2 separate regions of the Danio rerio genome follow, and region 1 is linked to region 2. A link is a contact called in public HiChIP or PLAC-seq data. All regions are on one chromosome and are shown on one strand. Each heading gives the region's core, a stretch centred on a gene start, on an enhancer-like site or on the middle of the called end of the contact. The rest is flanking DNA. Distances are from core to core; before and after follow the strand shown. Region 1 holds the start of caprin2 (caprin family member 2). Region 2 holds the start of si:dkeyp-38g8.5.

Evidence for each region. HiChIP or PLAC-seq counts read pairs in DNA pulled down with a chosen protein or histone mark.
Region 1: a contact with region 2 is called in an H3K4me3 HiChIP or PLAC-seq map of gastrula embryo, with 4 times the contacts expected there. The contact joins the promoter of caprin2 here to the promoter of si:dkeyp-38g8.5 in region 2. A contact is called at or near these places in 6 of 18 Hi-C or Micro-C datasets (caudal fin, embryo, fibroblasts and 2 more) and 2 of 4 datasets of contacts at active chromatin or transcription factors (caudal fin and gastrula embryo).

Annotation. Positions count from the first base shown.
Region 1 is chr4:17,215,383-17,219,105 of GRCz12tu, reverse strand. caprin2 (caprin family member 2) reads left to right here and starts at 2,070. Exons shown (of 21, transcript NM_001013273.1): 1 at 2,070-2,271; 2 at 3,605-3,723. The coding sequence starts at 2,267.
Region 2 is chr4:16,900,251-16,904,304 of GRCz12tu, reverse strand. It overlaps si:dkeyp-38g8.5, which reads right to left and starts at 1,693. Exons shown (of 4, transcript NM_001123290.1): 1 at 1,497-1,693; 2 at 1,228-1,321; 3 at 993-1,080. The coding sequence starts at 1,620. It also overlaps a transcript of atp2b1a not described here.

The sequences.
Region 1 (3,723 bases), core at 821-3,320, 310 kb before region 2:
AGGCTTTGACACAGTTGAGGGGTTTACAAGTTGCTTCGATATCACCTTCAGCTAGTCTGTATTTTGGGGTCTATGTTGTCTCATCTTCCTCTTGACAATAGCTCATAGATTTTCAATGGGATTTAACGGGGTGTTTTCAGTCAATTAAGAGCAGGGATACCATGGTCCTTAAACCAGGTACTGGTAGCTTTGGCACTGTGTGCAGGTGCCAAGTTCTGCTGGAAAATAAAATCCTCTCCAAAAAGCTTGTTGGCAGCAGAATCATGAAGTGCTCTAAAACGTCCTGGTGTAGAATTGCGTCGACTGTAGACTTGATAAAAGACAATGGACCCATATTAGCATACTGTCTGACATGGCTCTCCAAACCATCACTGACTGTGGAACCTTCACACTGGACATTAAGCAGATTGACTTTTGTGTTTCTCCAGACTCTGGGATCTTGATTTCCAAATGAAATACAAAATTGGCATTCATCTGAAAAGAGGGAAACAGACCAGTACTTTTTTCTTTAGCCCAACACATGATATTTGGTTTGGGTGTGGCTTGACACATGGAGTTCTACAGCTGTAACCCATGTCATGCAGACTTCTGTATGTGGTGGTTCTTGATGCTCTGACACCAGCCTCAGTTGCCCTCGCTTGTCAATCCTCTCAAGGCTGAGGTCATACTTGTGCACCTTTTCCAGCCACATTTTCCTCTTAACACTCTACTAACATAGATACTGCACTCTGAGAGCATCCAGCTTTATTTGGAATTGCTTTTTCAGACTTTTCCTCCTTAATGAAGGTCTATCCCATGATTCTGAAGCCTACTAGGCCAGAATGAGGCAATTTCAGGCTTTCCATTAAATAATGGACTAGATTGAGACACAGAGAGCTACAATGTTGAACATGTTCATCTTTCTGGTGGACAGGGGAAAAGAAGCAAAATGGTCACACTACAGTTGTCAACATTTGATCAAAACATCGCCAACATTGTTAATCTTTAATCCATAAATATTTCAAATATTTCACTTTGTATAGTGAACTAAAATAACACAGAAGTTTCACTTTTTAAAAGATAATTATTGAAATAAAAGGACTCTCTCTCAATATTCAAATTTGTGGCACATACCTGTCTTTGGAATTGAACCCATTACCCTCACATAGTCAATGCCACAGTCAAACAACATTAGTCAAGCTAGATGCAGGAATAGACAATTAATGGTTTTAATGCTGCTCTTGATGCTTGCAAAATGAAGGTTGTGAGTTCAGTTTCCTGGGAATTGAACCTATGATCCTCATATTTCTAACGTCATATGAGCACATGCCAGTAAATATCATTAAACAAGCTGGAAATAATACTTTATATTGGTAGCTCATACATGCAACATGAAGGTTGTGAGCTCAAGTCCCTGGAAACTGAAGCCATAACGCACATATTGTTATTGTTAATGCCACATAAGCTTTTGTCAGTAAATGGCATTAGCAAACTAGAAAGTGCTGTAGATGATGTAGGATCAAGTTCAGCGTGGTGCTTGCAACATGAAAATTGGGGGTTCAAATCCCAGAGAATGCCCACTGAAGATTTTAGTGAACTGTTGAACTTCATCTTTGCCACCATGTGAATTATTTGAAATTAAAACATATTATAAGAAAAAAAAAAACTTTTAAATTAATTATTTTATATGGACATGGCGGTTCACTCCTGATAAATAAGGGACTAAGCTAAAGGAAAATGAATGAATATATGGAATTATATATAGGCAAGAAGTAAACTTAAGTAAACAAATCTAATATCCATTGCTGTCTCCCTGCTGACATAATTATATGTAGACTGATAGATAGATAGATAGATAGATAGATAGATAGATAGATAGATAGATAGAAAGATAGATAGATAGATAGATAGATAGATAGATAGATAGATAGATAGATAGATAGATAGATAGATAGATAGATAGATAGATAGATAGATAGAAAAGAGAGAGTAGAGAGAGAGAGAGAGAGGTTGAGCGCAGGGACCATACTGTTTTGTCCTGTGCTTGTCTGCGTGACGTCATGATTGCTCCTCCAGCTGATGTGTCTCCTCTTTTCCTAGGGCATAAATAGGTGAGAGGATGCTACGGTCTGTCCTCTCTGTTTAACCACCGCTTTATGTCGTCTGTCCAGCAGCTCACCGAAAGGCTAACTCATTTGCGTTGGCTCTAAATGAGCAGCCTTCCCACCCAAGTCATCCTAGCGATCTGAAACGCAGCAAACAAACACACACACTCCAGCAGAGACGCATGAGGTCGGTGAGATTTCTGCGAGTTTCTATGCTGTCACATGCATCTGTCTTGAATCCTCCTCGAGCAACTTATTTGGGTTCTCTTTGCGGGGTTTTGGGTGGTGGCACCGTGTTGATGCTGTTTGGGTAGGATTAGTCTGGAATGGAGACAATTTGTTTTGGATTAAGGTTTTAAAAGTTACGATTCAGAGTATTGCAATGGGTCCCTTTGGAAATAGCTATTGTAGCGTTATTGTTGATCTTGTTTGATTAGTGAGCAATATTTATGAACGCTAGAGGTACATTAAACCGTCTGTGGGATATTTGTAAATGATCTAGTAAACAAGCATGTTTTGTTTATGCTACATTTTAAGTGATTTTCAGACGCATTTCGCCGTTTATTCTTGTATTTGTTACCACTTTACGTAAATGCCATGTCATGGTTAGCACTGGCGAATGTCCAGACACATGGCAGAGTTTGGTGTGTGTATTGTACGATATGTTAAGGCTGTTTTTTGAGGTGATTTTTATACATTAATGGTCAACGAGTGATTGTCATTGTATTATAAACAAGACGTAGTCTACATTTATATGGCATTTAAACATGTAGAAAACTTTTTTATTTATAGCACAAGCATGGACAAACTTTTTTTTTAATTTGGGCTATCTAATTGGTTTAGATTTTTTTATTTACCTTCCATTTTCACCTATAAAATTATGCACCGGTTAAAGATTTATAGACATGGTTTAATAAAAATACAAAGTCATATGGTATTTTGTTAAACCTCTATAAATGGGAAAGGAAACATTTGAAATTTATTGATAAACTTGTATTATTATGCAAAGAATAACAAATCAGGGATTTTTTTAACCATTGCTTTTTAAAGTGTTTTATAGTTTTCATATTGTATCAGTTTAAGTTAATTACATTTTATATGGCCTTAAATGTAGTATTTGTAGTTGGGTTTTTGTTTTCACATTACTCCTATATGAACTTGAAGTAACACTTGCGCAATTTACCTTTTTGAGGTTTGTGATGCTTCATCCATACCAACAGGTGTCAGTATAAAGTTCATGACCACTGTAATATTGGCAAGCTGTTTTTAAAAATAATGTATACACTTTACATTTTCAAGCATATATTCTGTATTTAGTAACAAGTAATCTATCATTCGGTTATGGCATAAAAGTTCTTCATTTCATCGTAAATAGAGGTCAACATTTTGAAGTGATTGTTTAAAAAAAAAATGGTTAGACAGAATGGGTGCTGAATAGTTTTAGGACAATATTGGCGATGTTTTGATCAAATGTCACAACTGTAGAGTGATAATTTTGCTTCTTTTCCCCTGTCCACCAGAAAGACTGAAACCATGGTTCAGCTATCACCATCTCGGACATTAGAGACGTTGACGCCCTCGGAACTCACTGTGGAGAAGGATGATGGCCAGGGCAGCCCAAAACCTGAATCCCCTCGAA
Region 2 (4,054 bases), core at 444-2,943:
TTTAAAATATAATACAATTTAGTTCAGGTTTTGCATATTTTGTATTAATGTTATGATATTGTTATAACATTATTTAACATTTAGCTTTAAATATGTTTACCCATGAATTGTTTATTACTGCATAAAATATACTGCTAATTATAGATAGATATGTACTGTACATCTATTTAATATATTCTAATATATTCATCTTTAAATGTTTAGTAATTGCTATTGATGTTGTTTATTTATATAAATTCATGAAATTGTAAATGTAGTATTTAGCATTAATGTGCATTTAAATATTAATATATTTATAAACATTTCATCACATGTATATATATGATAAATTATATGTGATAAATGATTTAGAAATATATTAATATTTTTAATATAAATGTATTACTAGTAATAATTAAAATATGTGATGAATATTATATATATATATATATATATATGTATATATATATATATATATATATATATATATATATATATATATATATATATATATATAGAAATATTTACAATTTATTTTTATTAATAATAATTCATTTATGTCATTCTAGTAAATGTCATTTAGTTCATATTTTTGTATTGTTGTTTATATATTTATGTTAATTGTAAAATATCATATTTATGTAAACCATGTGTATTGTATTGATTTAATATTTTTCACATAGATATTTTGAAATTGACCTTTATTTACCATGATTCGTCATCATTTAGTTTAATGACAATGTTAATGTTAAAAATGTAATTTTAGTTAATTTTGTCTGTTATTTTCATTTGTGTATGAATATAATACATACTCTTCACACACATGTATCTGTAATTTACAATAGGATATATCATTATTTGAAGGAAACTGATTAAAAGATTCGTGGAGTCCTCAGCTGATGAGCTTGTGAGTTGATTCAGGTGTGTTAAATTTGGCCAATATCCAAGATGTGGATGTGCTTGGGGGGCCAGAATTGAAAACTGCACCCTCATAAAGTGGTATATCAGCATACCTTATACTTCATCTTAAGGTTTTCCCATTTTCTCCTGGCCTGGCTGGCAGAAATCTCCCTTTGCAGACCCAGCTCTTTCAGGATGGCCCTACAGCACACAAATGCAGAATTCACATCAAAATTCCTGCAGGCTGCTGGTACAAACATCTACAGCATAATTATTTTTTTCCTGCATGGACTTCTGCATGGGTGAGTATGCATGTGTGTAACTGAGGGTTGGTGATGCCCGGTTTACCTGTAAGCCAGAGTTGAAGAATTTCTCTTTCCAGTGAAAAGTGCATCGTTGGTCACTCGTAACTTCACGAATCTGACAAACTCTTCATTTGACACTTGAACCACACACACATAAACACACACGTGCAGATTTTAATAAAAGTAGAACACGTGATTTGTATAATGCATGCATCCAATTTACATGACCAGCCCAATGCTAAACTGCTAAAAAAATGGGAGAGATAATTGAATGCAATGACACTTTAGATGCACGAAATGATTGCTACTCACTCTTATAAATGAATTCTGAATGCTCTGGGCCATCCTTAATGTCATCGGAGGGACTCTGTACAGTGTAAAGTTCGTGGTCCATACTTGTGTCTGTTGTCTTTGAGTCATCAAGTGCGCTACTCATGGCGCTAGTGCACAAGCGAAGGGCACTAGAAGAGAAAATGGAGGGTTTCGTTCATTTCTTCTGCTGTTGGTTCACTGCGAACACAAACTATATACTGCCACCTAATGGAGTTGTGTGATATTATAATATAAATAATATGTTTCGCTGCAACATGTGGCTCGTGAATTATTTATTATTAAAGTATTTAGATTCTTACTTGTATGATGTGTCTTTACATACTATCATAGGCCTTTTAAATTAGTAAATATATTCATAGAACCATACGATTCTTAATAAATCGGCTGCACTGTAATTCATTGGGAATCTCGATTGTACAAAAATGATCATACAGTCGCTTAATAAATGTTTTATAGATTTAGAGTCAAAATAACTACTGTCGTGTTGATGAGAAAAGATTAGATGCAGTTTGTTTCACATATCTTTCGAATTAAGTTTGTTTCGTAAGACTCTCAAGTACAAAGAAGGCTGTAGAACGATTCAAGCACTTTTGTCAAGGGCGCCGACATTTTGGAGCGGTCAGTCACGCAAATTAAGCTAAAGTTCATTGTATATTTAAATGTTTTGGGGATGTTCTTCAACATGTTTTTCGCAACATATGTATTTTAAATATATATATATATATATATATATATATATATATATATATATATATATATATATATATATATATATATATATATATATAAATCAATTGTCTTAACGGGGAAGTTGAGCACAGGAAAGTGGAATGAGTAACAACTTTTTTAAAATTAATTAAGAACATACAGAATAAATAAATAAATAAATAAATAAATAAATAAAAACCAATCGTAAAAACATATTTATCAACTAAGTCCAAATAGCAACATCCACAAACAAAAGAAAAAAAAACATATATAAATAAAAATAAATAGCAAAATACAATGCAATATAGTACAAGGGGGTTCATCATCAAAAAATACCTTTACCAGACTACACAGTTTACAGGTTTTTTATGTCACAGAAGCTTTAAAGAATTGAAGAAGACAAATATCTTTCTGGAAAAGCAAAAAAAGTTTTTTTCTTTCTTTCTTTTTTTATTTGCAATTATGGATGAAATATTTTTTTCACAACATTGTTAACCAAAAAATTCCAGATCAGAATTCTGACAAAAATATTAATGTTTTACAGTTTTAAAATGGGGGTAAAAACATGTGCTGGTTAAGTTGGTGGTTCATTCCACTGTGGCGACCACGGATTAATAAAGGGACTAAGCAGAAAAGAAAATGAATACATGAATGAATTACAGTTTTAAAATAAAAATCAAGTATTTCATGCTTTAATCGTAACCAAACACAAATTTCATCCCATAACATTTTTTGAAAATGTGCATAAATAAAACATGTTCTAATGAGTGTGCTTCACAAAAGATACAAATGTTAGCCTACAATTCACACTAAATCTATGTCTGAGGAATTTATTACAAGGATACATATCGTCAGTAATTTAAAGCTGAAATTCTTTTGCCTTTGGTAGAAGTGGAAAAGAGAAATCTTGTTCAAATTCTAACCACATTGTCTTCAGGGGGGAAAAGGTGTCTGTCCTTAACTTTAGAAGGGAAAAGCTGTGTATTTACTAACATTCTTAAAATCTTATTATTACAGCTCTGCCCAGTAAAATTAATACCAGAAATAATAAGATTCTCTAATTTTGTTCTCACATAAAAATAACCCAATTCCCCTTTTGAGTATTTTTACTGTTTATAATCAGATTTGTTCTCATTTAACACGACAGACCATACTAAAAACGAATAATTAAAATAGAAGCGAAACTCTATTCCTGACATATTCGGTGAATTGTTTTGTTTGTAGAAAAGTTCACAATACTTTTCCTCGTGTTTTAAGTTGAATTTTTTTCTTAAAATGACAAACAAACAGTTGCTAATGGAGCACAAATGGTTTAGTCCATTGTTTCAAACCCCGCTCAGCACCGCCTAAAAAGAAGAGGTGAAAGCTGATTCGCTGCCGGCGATAAACGTCACATCCGCAAGTTTCTTATGAGTACGTGAGACAGACGTTTTTAGCCACGTTTTTCTTACGATCGTTGAAGAGACAACAGCTGAAACTTCCGTCCTTGGTCGAAGTCTTTTTGTTTAGGAATACAAGAGGCCTTTTTTATTCTGCTTTAACTCTCGCTAATTTTTATAGCTCTTTTGTACAACCAAATACTTTTTTGGGGGTAATGTGTCCTGAAATCATCACTATGAAGAAAAGCTACCAGAAGGACATCAAGACCGCGCCTGATCATAAACAGAAATGGTCAAAATCAAAGAAAAGGACAATTCTTCAAGCAAAAGTCGACGAAAGAAGGGTACGCGTCCGGGCCTGGTCATCCAGGAGACCGCAGCTCAGCCCAGGCCGTGTCGAAAGAGCAGCTGCGGGCGATCAGAGATTTGTACCGTCTGTAGCCATGGCAC